Regions from separate parts of the Mus musculus genome. Here all the other regions are linked to region 4. Evidence: chromatin contacts called from public promoter capture Hi-C data. All regions are on one chromosome and are shown on one strand. Each heading gives the region's core, a stretch centred on a gene start, on an enhancer-like site or on the middle of the called end of the contact. The rest is flanking DNA. Distances are from core to core; before and after follow the strand shown.

Region 1 (2,700 bases), core at 140-2,639, 2.3 Mb before region 4:
TGACCATCAAAGCCAAGGCCATGAATGGGCTGGAACATGGCAGGCAAGCCGGCAGGCAGGCACAGGGACAGGAAGGTTGGGGTGGGGGCCAGGGAAATGGGGATGGCTGGGCTCTGAGCCCTTGCTGCTGACCCTTCAGGCACAGGGAAAGCCCCTCCCCATCCTTCCTTCCTATCTGGTGGGAGCAAGGTCACCCTCTGAGAGAGGGCCACTAGGCCTCAAGTGACAGCTGCAAGCTGCTAGGAGACCCTGACTGAGAACTTGTAGCTGGAACTGTGGCTTCAAACAATGGGTCTGTGTCCCACCTTCCCCCTTAGCGGTGTATTTTGGGCTTTACTTCTGGGGCCTCAGTTTCCATGCACGGAAAGTGGGTTGAGTCTTTGTAAGGAGGTTAGCATTTGGTGTGGTCCTATGTGGGCACTCCCATGCTATGGAGAGGATCACCTGGGTTTCTATGACCTTAGGAAAATGACTCCTTGCCTTTATCCCAGGGCCTACCTGTTCCTTTGAAGGTCAAAGGAGTCCGGTGCCCAGTGCCAGCTCATATGTGGAATGACTTTAGGTTTCTCAGAACCTTGGCCTAAGGGCAAGGTCCTGGGGGTCTGCGGGGTTTGGCTCTATCCAGAAAGTAAGGCCCTGTGTCTGGTGTTCTGCTCAGCCCAGCCTGCCCTTGCAAGAGGAATGAACTTCCTCTCAACACAGTTTCCTACTTTTGCTGTGGGATTGTCAAGTTTGTCCCCGGAGCCTGCTGCTTGCAAACTCCTTTTACAGAGCAGTTCGGGGAACAGACCATAGGTTAGCCAGGGGCCTGATGTCCCTGGTCTGGCTGGTCTTTAGAGTGAGGCTTGGAGAACATAGGGGGTGTGAGCGGGGGGGGGGGGGGGCGGGGGGGGCGGGGAGGGGGACTGTGGCCAGAAGGGGCAGGCGGTTGAGGGGAAATGGAGGGCTTTAGGGGCAAGGAGAGGAAAAGAGTAGAGAGGGAGAGCAGCGGGAACAGAAAGAAAAAAAAAAAAAAGGAAACGCAGATGAGGGAGAGGGAGTGACGCGGGAGAGACACGGGGCGGAGTTGACAGGATCGGAGTAGGGGAGTCCGAGAGATTGAAAGAGCGAAACTCTGAGAGGCGGTGGAAGGCAAACGGGAGCCCAGAAACAGAACAGAGAAGGTACTAGAGCGAGGAGAAAGAGAGGAAGGATAACAAACAAGCGAGAGGAAGACATTCCAGGAGCTGGCCAGGAACCAGGAAAGAGGCAGGCAACTTGCGACTGCCCGGGTATCGGCCACCAGTGACCTCGGACCGCGGGGCGTGGCCCAGAGGCGTGGCCGGGGGCGTGGCCCGGGGCGAAAGGGCGTGGGCCAAGCTGCTGGGGCGGGGAGATGGGCTGTGGGCGTGGTCTCCACGGAGCCGCCCCCGGGCTGAGCGCCTCGCCAGAGTCGGGCCGGGGCGCCGGGGCCGGGGGCGGCAGGCGCGGGCAGGAAGCGCCTCGCGGCCCGGGCCCCCCCCCCGCCTCTCGCCGCCTCCGAGCTCCCGGCTCCCGGCCGCGCCGCGCCCCATGCACTCGCCGCGCCGCGCAGCCCGCGCTCGCCTGGATGGCTCGTCGCGCCGCGGGCGGCGCACCCCCTAGCGCCCGGGCCGCCGCGGCCGTCCCCTTGCGTCCGCGCCCTCACTCGCGGGGCCCTGGTCTGCTGCCGCTGCCTCTGCTGCTGCTGCTCGGGGCGGCACGGGCCGGCGCCCTAGAGATCCAGCGCCGTTTCCCCTCGCCCACGCCCACCAACAACTTCGCCCTGGACGGCACGGCGGGCACCGTGTACTTGGCGGCAGTGAACCGCCTGTACCAACTGTCGAGTGCCAACTTGAGCCTGGAAGCCGAGGCGACCGTGGGTCCCGTGCCGGACAGCCCGCTGTGTCACGCCCCGCAGCTCCCGCAGGCCTCGTGCGAGCACCCGCGGCGCCTCACGGACAACTACAACAAAATCCTGCAGTTGGACCCGGGCCAGGGTCTGGTGGTCGCGTGCGGCTCCATCTACCAGGGTCTGTGCCAGCTGAGGCGCCGGGGCAACATCTCAGCCCTGGCCGTGAGCTTTCCGCCTGCCGCGCCGACCGCAGAACCGGTCACCGTGTTCCCCAGCATGCTCAACGTGGCCGCCAACCACCCCAACGCGTCCACTGTGGGACTGGTGCTGCCGCCTACCTCGGGCACCGGGGGCAGCCGTCTGCTCGTGGGCGCCACGTACACCGGCTTCGGCAGCGCTTTCTTCCCGCGCAACCGTAGCCTAGAAGACCACCGCTTCGAGAACACGCCCGAGATCGCTATCCGCTCCCTGGACGCGCGTGGAGACTTGGCCAAGCTCTTCACCTTCGACCTTAACCCGTCGGACGATAACATCCTGAAGATCAAGCAGGGCGCCAAGGAGCAGCACAAGCTGGGCTTCGTGCGTGCCTTCTTGCACCCGGCGGTGCCACCGCACAGCGCGCAGCCCTACGCGTACCTGGCGCTCAACAGCGAGGCGCGTGCGGGCGACAAGGACAGCCAGGCGCGCAGCCTGCTGGCGCGCATCTGCCTGCCCCGCGGCGCGGGTGGCGACGCCAAGAAGCTCACCGAGTCCTACATCCAACTGGGCTTGCAGTGCGCGGGCGGCGCGGGCCGCGGCGACCTCTACAGCCGCCTCGTGTCGGTTTTCCCCGCGCGCGAGCAGTTCTT
Region 2 (2,700 bases), core at 168-2,667, 2.6 Mb before region 4:
TGCGCCACCGTGCCCAGCGATTTTCCCTGCTAACATCAAAGTTCAGTACATCTCTTATCAATAAAGTCTCCAGAAACAAGAAGTTAGGAAAGTACACATGGCTCTTTATTTTAACTTCCTCAGTAATTTCACACTCTGCATACCCTCATTCACTGCATCCAACAGGATATTTCGTTTGATTTTATTGAACATAGGGTCTCACACACTGAATCTCTCAAAATGCAAAATTTTCTTGCTTCAGATTTTCAACATTTAGTTTTTAAAAAAAAAAGTGTCCACATCATTCCATGTATAGTTCATACATTCTTTTTCACAGCACGTGATTTGAGTATTCTAAATGAAGTATTCCACTCCCATTTTGAGTAACTAACCAAGCAAGTACATGTGAAGTCTACTATATAGAAGCACGATTGCAGTCCCTCCTGGGGCTGATCAGAAATACTGCTGTTTTTTCCAAGAGATAAGTTATATATTTATTATTTCTCTAATTGCATAACATATAATCGAACAAAATAAAGAAAAAAAAAAATAATGGGAAGGGCCATACTTCATACGTATCTTGAGACATCATCAAATTAACAAAAACATAAAACGACAAAAAAAAAAAAAAAAAACCACTTCATAATAAATCTTGACAGCTGTATGACCACTGTGTGTCTTTACGTGGGGGAGACAAAGAAGCAGAAAAGGGCTGGCTTTCTTTCTTCCTTTGTTGTTGTTTTTTTTTTTTTTTTTTTTTTCAAATGGGCTTTCAGAGAAGCGTGTTTTCTTTTTAAGGGAGGTTTAGCTGCGTTAAAGATACGTGAGAAGAACGTGAGCCATTATAATCCTCCCCTAATAAATTCCCTATTTAAAAAAACTTGACTCAGATGAAGGAGTCCAAAAAAAAAAAAAAAACATTTTTAAAGACGAGCAAATGGGCGGCGATTAAAATGTAAAGCAGCCTACCTACGCTTTGCCTCCAGCGCTTCTACTAGAGCAGCACCGTCCAGACGCCACGTCAGGCACTCAGACACCAGGAATCCACACTTCCATCTCGGACGGACGCGGAGACTGAAGCAGAGGCAGGGAGGGAGGGTTGCCCGGTGCGCGCCCTCACAGCCCAGCCCGGGCAGGACTTCACCTGAGAGAGCCCGAGACCTTCGGCCGCCCGCCGATAGGGTGACCGGACCCCGCCCCGCAGCACGCGGCCTCTCCCCGGCCCGAGACCTCCGCGCACCCACCTGTCGCGGCCTCCCAGCGGCCACACCCCTGGTGGCCCGGAGCGCGCGGCCCCGCCACGCCGCACCTCGGCGCGAGCAGCTCAGGTGGGCGCGGAGCTCCACGCGCGGCCCGCTTCCTGCATGACCCGGGCCGGACGCAGCAGGGCCGCTGGGTCAGCGCGCAGCCTACACCACCCAGCGAGAGGACGCCGACTGACCGGTCACGTGACGCGCCGGTCACGTGCCCCGCCGCGCCTCAGGCTAAAAGCGTTGCTTTGGCGACCTGGGGCGCTGGGAAGGCGGGGTAGCGGCGGCGGCCGCCTGGTAGACTGGCGCTGGGTGAGGCTGCTGGTAGACTCCGCCCGGCTTCACCTTCTCAGTGTAGAGAAAGGTAAACCTTCCGGTGCGCTAGCAAATGAAGTGGGAGCGAGAACTACGCGGTAAAACGTTTGTGTGTATGGACGAGCAGGGTTTTTTGTTTTGTTTTTTCTCTCACTCCCTAACCTAGAGAGACTCTGAGTGTATATGGTATGGATATGTAAATATGGTATTCATAATTTTTATGAGGATATTTCTGTCCATGTAGACAAGACGTATTTGACTCTACTTTGTCTACATTAAACTCATCCCTGATTATACCTGTACACTGGTGTTGTGACTTGTCCCCACCACAGTACTGTTGGTTGGACCCAAAGATTCTCTCAGAAGCTATCATTCCTAACTTTTACAATTTCTTGACATTCTAATTTTCCTAAGTCACATCTTACAGAAGGAGAGGTTTTGGCCACTGGCAGTTTTATTTATCCAATAATCTTTATTACACGGTACATTCAAGGTATTTTTTTTTAAATTCATGAGAGATTTGTAAGGCAATCCCTGCAGTACTCCACGATTTTCTATTGTCTAGAAGTAAGTCTGTTGGTTTAGCTAATCAGGTTACTCAGCATACTCAAATATGCTGGTCAGTTTGCATACTATGCTGTTTAGAGAGCAAACTGTCAGGAGACAAAACATCTGGATCCATGTAGCAAAGCAAAAAATGGGTCCATTCCTGTAGATCACCTTGAAAGCAACATTCATCTAGAAGATGGAATGGTGAATTTTTTTCGTGCAGATTTTTGCTGTGGGAAGCAGCAGCTACAACCTGAGAGAATCCTCCTGCCCTGGTGGCAGGCTTTCCTATAAGGCAGGACTAAACTTCCATTAGTGTCGTACATGGGCAAGAAGAGTCAATTAAGTGATTTGGGGGTGTGGGAGCCTGCCATCCGAAGTGACAAAGATTTCCAAGTTCTAGAAGTGTCTGAGTAGTTGTGGAGCTGGAAATATTATTTAGGCAAAGCTAGAGTCTCCTAACACAAGGATTCCCTACCCAAGAGATTTCTGAAGCCTCTCTTCATCTAAAACAAAGCTCTGAGTCCTGAGACCAAAATCTTGCATCTGTCCAAACAAGGGAACAAACAGGAAGTGGGAAGAAACCTCTGTACTTAGAAGGTAAAGC
Region 3 (2,700 bases), core at 62-2,561, 2.9 Mb before region 4:
CTGAGGCCTATGTCCCAAGCAAGGTGAGAGAGACAACAAGGTGAACTGGGGCAGAGAGCACGACTCATGCTGGAGAGCCACAGGGAGACTCGCCCTCCCCACCGGCTGTTGACTTCTTCAGTTGCACAGGGGTGAATTGGAGAAGTTGGGAGTTACGGTGGAATTCCGTGCTTTTGGTTTGTCAAAACTTTTCGAAGCACCCAAATAATGAGCTCAGTTCTGATGCTTTCGGGCTGTGGGAAGAAACATGGGTTCCAACAACAGGTCACCAACCACAGGAAACCCTAGTTGGCAGAGAATGGATCACTCTCTAAGAACACGAGTGAAAGCTAAGTTGAAGAGGGACTGCAGGCTGGTCATTTTTAGCCCGCTGCAGGTAGGGAAATAGACAGAGAGTCTGTGACACAGGAAGTAAAGGGCGGAGCACAATCTCTTTGCCATCTCTTCGCCGGCCATAATTGGCACGGTGCGCTGCATTGGGGTCCAGAGACTCTAATGCCGTCTGTTTTCAAATACGTGAGTACCTACACTTTTAGAAGTCCCACTTCATACTCTAAAACGGCCCTGTGACTCTAAGAGGGTTAGAAACCAGGGAATGAGCCGAGCTGAGATGACTTACTTTGCGAGGGAGGGCAAGAGGTCCTGAAGTCAGGACTGGGAACCATGAAATAAAACAGAGTCAACAAAGCTCCCTTGCCTCACAGCCGCCCAGCTTCCCTAAGCTCCCAGCCTATAGCCTGGGGCTCTGCCTCAGCGCTGGCCAATCTCCTCAGAAAACAGCGACCGAGAGAGAGGAAACTAACTTTTTAAATTCACCAGCTCCTATTTTTTAATGTAGCTTTCTGAGAAGCCACAACTTTGCTTGCAGGTGCCACCTGGACAATAAATAAATGTCCCAGACTTCACGCGCGCGAACACACACTCCACCCTCCCTAGGAAGCGCACAGTAGTAGCTGTAGCGCCTGCGCAGAGGTCTTTGTTGAAACCCAAGTATCTGCGTTACCCAGGCTCCCTGGCCTCCGCCTGTGTAGACCGAGGGCCCCTGGGGACCCACTCCTACTGCTTTCTCTTTGCGTCCTGGGGTGCCCTCGAGGATTGGGGACTTAAGTGATGCGCGAAGCGCTTAGTGGTGTCCGTAAAGATCGAACAAGTGAGCAAATGCTCGGGGTCTACTTGAGGGGCATCAGTACCAAGCACCCTAGAAGGAAGAGATGGGCTGATAGGCAAAGCAGTTGACCAGAGAGAAGGGGCGTGTCCAGGGCGGAGAGGGGCGTGTTCGGGGGCGGGAGGAGGTGTGTCTAGGGTGGGCTGGGACGGACTTGATCCCTGCAGCAGATGCAGGGCTCTTGAGTCCGTGCAGGCACAATTCTAGTGCACGCGACCTCTCTTGCTGGTGGCCTCTGGACCGCGCGATGACTGAACGGTGAGTGATGCTCAGACTGCAAAGGTAGTGGGCATCCTTGGAGCACCCTACCTTCGACCCTGGGGCCGCGATCAGGCAGGGCGCTAGAGCCTGAGCACTTGCACCCCCAGCCGCAGTGCGCGAGTCTCCTCCCCCTGCCAGCCTGGCGCACTGCGGGCTTCCAGCCAAGGGCTGAGGGTGGCAAGGCGCCTAACATCTCCTAGATAAGGTACTTTCCGGGCAAAATCTTAGCAGGGCACGTGAATCCAACGGCCGGCTACACTTGTGCTCACCTCATCCTCCTCTCAGCCAGCTTCCTAGAAACACGATCTTAGAGGCGGGAAGAGGGTTTCAGCAAGACCTTAAGATTTTACAGCTGGAAAGCCAACGCTAGGATGATTACTCATCCAGACACTTGTTTCTCCGTCGCTGTTGGTGCGGTGGGCCATAACCAAAGGGCTACACAATATGCCACTCACGTATAGTTTCAGGGCTAAACTCCACCTGTCTCCTGATTCTTTGGGGCCCGTTCTCTTCTTTGAGATCTCCGGCACCTCACTATCTCTCTGGAGCCTGAAGCCCAATGTCGACAGTGTTTATTGTGGATGAAGTCCTAGGGTCATAGTTGTTTAAACTGGTGATGAACTCCAGATTGAAAATAGAAAGGATTTGACAGGGTCATACAATGCAGTCAGGGTAAGCTTTGAGCCCAGACCTTTGGGGAGGCTGGGTTGTTTAACCTAAAAGTATGTCGAAGAAAATGCTTGAAATTGTCTTTATTTATTTATTTATTTACTTACTTACTTACTTACTTATTATTGAGAAACAGACAGATGCACACTCACTCACACACCAGAGAGAGAGAGAGAGAGAGAGAGAGAGAGAGAGAGAGAGAGAGAGAGCGCATGTACATGTGTACCTGTGGGTCATAGTGGCTGTGTGCAAGACAACTCTGTGGCATCAGTCGTTTCTCCCCGTCCGCTTTCCTGTGACTTTTGAGGATTAAACTTAGGTCCTGAGGCTTTGGCAGCAAGCGCTTTACTCATAGAGCCTCCTCACCAGCCCTTGAAACTGTTTAAAAGTAAGCTATCAGCACTAGGAAGTCGCTGCAGGCCTAAAGCTTTTGCTGTTTCCCCAAACTTGTAGTTCCCCGAATCTCCTTCCTGCCTATGGGATTTCCCCTGGGACAAACCCTGAGATAGGATTGGAGCCCTGCCACCCCCTTGCTTGACCTTCGGTAGCGAAGATGGGCTGTGATATAGTCCCCTAGTTGCCCCAGGGACACTCTATACCAGCTG
Region 4 (2,700 bases), core at 109-2,608:
AGATCTCAAAGGCACTGTGGTGGTGATAGTGACAGCCAGGGGTGAGGGCGGTGTCATGATATAAGGCTGCCACTCTCCAGGCCCCTCTCCAAAAAGCCTTCACACTCCTTGAGTCTTGGCATCTTGCTGGTAGCTATCTTCAGCCAAGGTATTCAATCCCAGTTTCAACATACGACCAGAAAGATTTTTTTTTTCAAGACAGGGTTTCTCTGTAGAGCCCTGGCTGTCCTGGAACTCACTCTGTAGACCAGGCTGGCCTTCAATTCAGAAATCTGCCTGCTTCTGCCTCCCAAGTGCTGGGATTAAAGGCATGCGCCACCACTGCCCAGCAAAGGATTTAGCTAATGGGAGTGGAGGTTCTACTCTGGGCCACTTGGCTTCTAAGTGTGGTGGGGAAATGTGACCACGTGCATCTGAGGAGCTGCCCTGGGGCTCTGTGTTCCCCTTTCAGTGCTGTGTAAGCACCAAAGCTAAAAACAAGAGTTTGGGGAGGTTCCAGTTGTTCTCCCTTGAAACAGTCAGACTCCCAGGGACTTGAGACTCTCTGCTTGCCATCCCTTAAGAAAGCTGGTGCATTTTTGTATACTATCATATCAACTAACAATGAAGCTTTGACTTCTTCCGTTTCAATTTGTATCCCCTTGATCTCATTTAATTGTCTTTTTGTTCTAGGTAGAACTTCAAGTACTATGTTGAATAGATAGTGAGAGAGTGGTCAGCCTTGTCTTGTCCCTGAATTTAGTGGAATTGCTTTATCCATCAACGTAATTTACCATATAAACAAACTGAAAAAAGCCCACATGATCATCTCATTAGATGATGAAAAAGCCCTTAACAATATCCAATACCCCTTCATGTTAAAAGTCTTAAAGGGATTATGGATACAAGGACCATACCTAAACATAATAAGGCAATATACAGCAAGCCAATAGTCAACATCAAATTAAATGGAAAGAAACTTAAGCAAGACCTAACAAAGCACTAGCCCAGTCTACTTGAGAAATTAACCTCTACGATGGTCATGATAAGCCAGTGGGACCCGGAACCCGCAGAAAAGGAGAGTGAAGCTATAATGACTAGTCATTTTATGTATGCATCTCAGGAACCAGAAAAAACTTAGTCTAAATAAAAAACCTGCTAGCGACGGCTTCAAATCATAAAATCCCTGGATTAGGGTCGCCACAGCAACCAGAGCCCAACAGTAGCCAAGATAAAGGCAGAACTGCAGGAGGGCGGGGCCGAGGATCCAGAAGACGCGGAACCTTTGTGTGAGTCGAGTGTGTTGCTGACCGGAAGATCCTGGGTGACAGCCTGCCGGCTGCGGGCCGGCACCGGAAGTGAAGCGTTTTGAGCTGCCACGTCCGAGGCCGTGGGTCGCCGCTGCTGCAGCTATGGTAAGTGTCGCGATCCCTGCGATAGTCGTGGCTTTGAGACAGACCACCTCTACGTCCTCAAAGTTTGCTTGTCCTGCCTCTCTCTGGGTCTCGGAGCGGGAATTTAAGGCAAGGCCACTGGGCCTTCCGGAACTCATAGGCCCGGGCTGCGAGCCCACCTCCTGCCCGTCTCGTGTCTTGTCCTCCAGAATTGGAAAAACAGCCAAAGCTATCATAGGATCTACTGCCTGACAAGCCCTTAGTGCGTTCCCACGATCGCTCACATCCTCTGCCTGCGCGTAGCCTGCGGAGCAGATGCTACTATCATCAACACTTGGGCTAGGCAGTGGCAAGCTAAGATCCAAATTCTCCTCATCATTCGCCCTGCCACCCACTACCTCAGCAAAGGAGGTGGAGGGATCAGTTGCTTGGACACAGGACTCCCATGTGTGATGGTCCCTTCGGGAAACTGATGACAGGCCTAGCTGAGTGACTCCAGGGCATCGTCTCAGCTTTTTATTTCTGTTTCTTATTTTTGAATTTACATGGCCTCTGTGGTATGTCTTTCACCGCACCCCACTCCGTATAATACTAAGGGAATGAAACTCTGGAAGTCTTAGACCCTGGTTGGCGCAGCGGTGCAAGGAGCTGCCTCCTTCTGTTGGCCTTTGGCTCTTTTGTTGCCAAGTTGGAGACTCATACACAGGTTCATTCTAAGTTTGTACCTGGTGTGATTCTGATGAGCTGAACTGTTTTGAGTGCAGCTTCTTACTGTGTTCCAGCAAGCGCATAAGTGTCCTTATAAGATGCTCCGGAGGACTGCTCCAAGAGCTTTAAAATACATAGCATCCCAAAGTGTGGATCATAACCCATGGCTGCTGGTTAAGAATGGTCATAAGGATGCCAGCTTTCCAAAGTCCTGTGGGTCACCAATAGAAAATTACTTTTCCTTGAGCCAGTTGGGATTGTGGGGAATTCTTGGTCACATCACCCACCTTATATTGGTGTGTGTTGGGGGAGGGGGTTAGAGGATTAGTAGATAAGATTGTTGCCAGCAGTGTGGTTTTGGTAAGGGTGTTTTCTTCACTGCCACCTTAAATTGATTAGTTTTTCTGTTGACTATAATTGATTGCTCCTGGTGCCTCTCCAATGCTCACGGGAAAATGTCATTGTCTCCAGGCAGGTGCTGCTCCTCTTTCTCTAATCTTTGCCGACACTTTTCAGAGCATTTAAGATTCTCAAGGAAACACACTTACTTATTCAGTGTGTGCCTTCTGAATGCCTTGCCGCCGTACTCTCCCAGGGTCTACCTTTCTGAAAAAATAGC

The links. Promoter capture Hi-C pulls out the DNA fragments that hold promoters and counts their contacts. Capture Hi-C pulls out chosen DNA fragments and counts their contacts.
Region 1: a contact with region 4 is called in a promoter capture Hi-C map of pancreatic islet. The contact joins the promoter of Plxnd1 here to the promoter of Sec13 in region 4. A contact is called at or near these places in 1 of 39 promoter capture datasets (liver) and 1 of 9 other capture datasets (pancreatic islet).
Region 2: a promoter capture Hi-C map of liver shows a contact between it and region 4, with 7 times the contacts expected there. The contact joins the promoter of Marchf8 here to the promoter of Sec13 in region 4. A contact is called at or near these places in 2 of 39 promoter capture datasets (both in liver).
Region 3: a contact with region 4 is called in a promoter capture Hi-C map of liver, with 4 times the contacts expected there. The contact joins the promoter of Rassf4 here to the promoter of Sec13 in region 4. A contact is called at or near these places in 2 of 39 promoter capture datasets (liver and pre-B cells) and 1 of 484 Hi-C or Micro-C datasets (the N1E-115 cell line).

Annotation. Positions count from the first base shown.
Region 1 is chr6:115,993,694-115,996,393 of GRCm38.p6, reverse strand. Plxnd1 (plexin D1) reads left to right here and starts at 1,389. Exons shown (of 36, transcript NM_026376.3): 1 at 1,389-2,700. The coding sequence starts at 1,589.
Region 2 is chr6:116,336,739-116,339,438 of GRCm38.p6, reverse strand. It overlaps Marchf8 (membrane associated ring-CH-type finger 8), which reads right to left and starts at 1,417. Exons shown (of 8, transcript NM_001302383.1): 1 at 1,224-1,417; 2 at 949-1,053.
Region 3 is chr6:116,672,447-116,675,146 of GRCm38.p6, reverse strand. It overlaps Rassf4 (Ras association (RalGDS/AF-6) domain family member 4), which reads left to right and starts at 1,311. Exons shown (of 11, transcript NM_178045.4): 1 at 1,311-1,423.
Region 4 is chr6:113,739,339-113,742,038 of GRCm38.p6, reverse strand. Sec13 (SEC13 homolog, nuclear pore and COPII coat complex component) reads left to right here and starts at 1,358. Exons shown (of 9, transcript NM_024206.4): 1 at 1,358-1,394. The coding sequence starts at 1,392.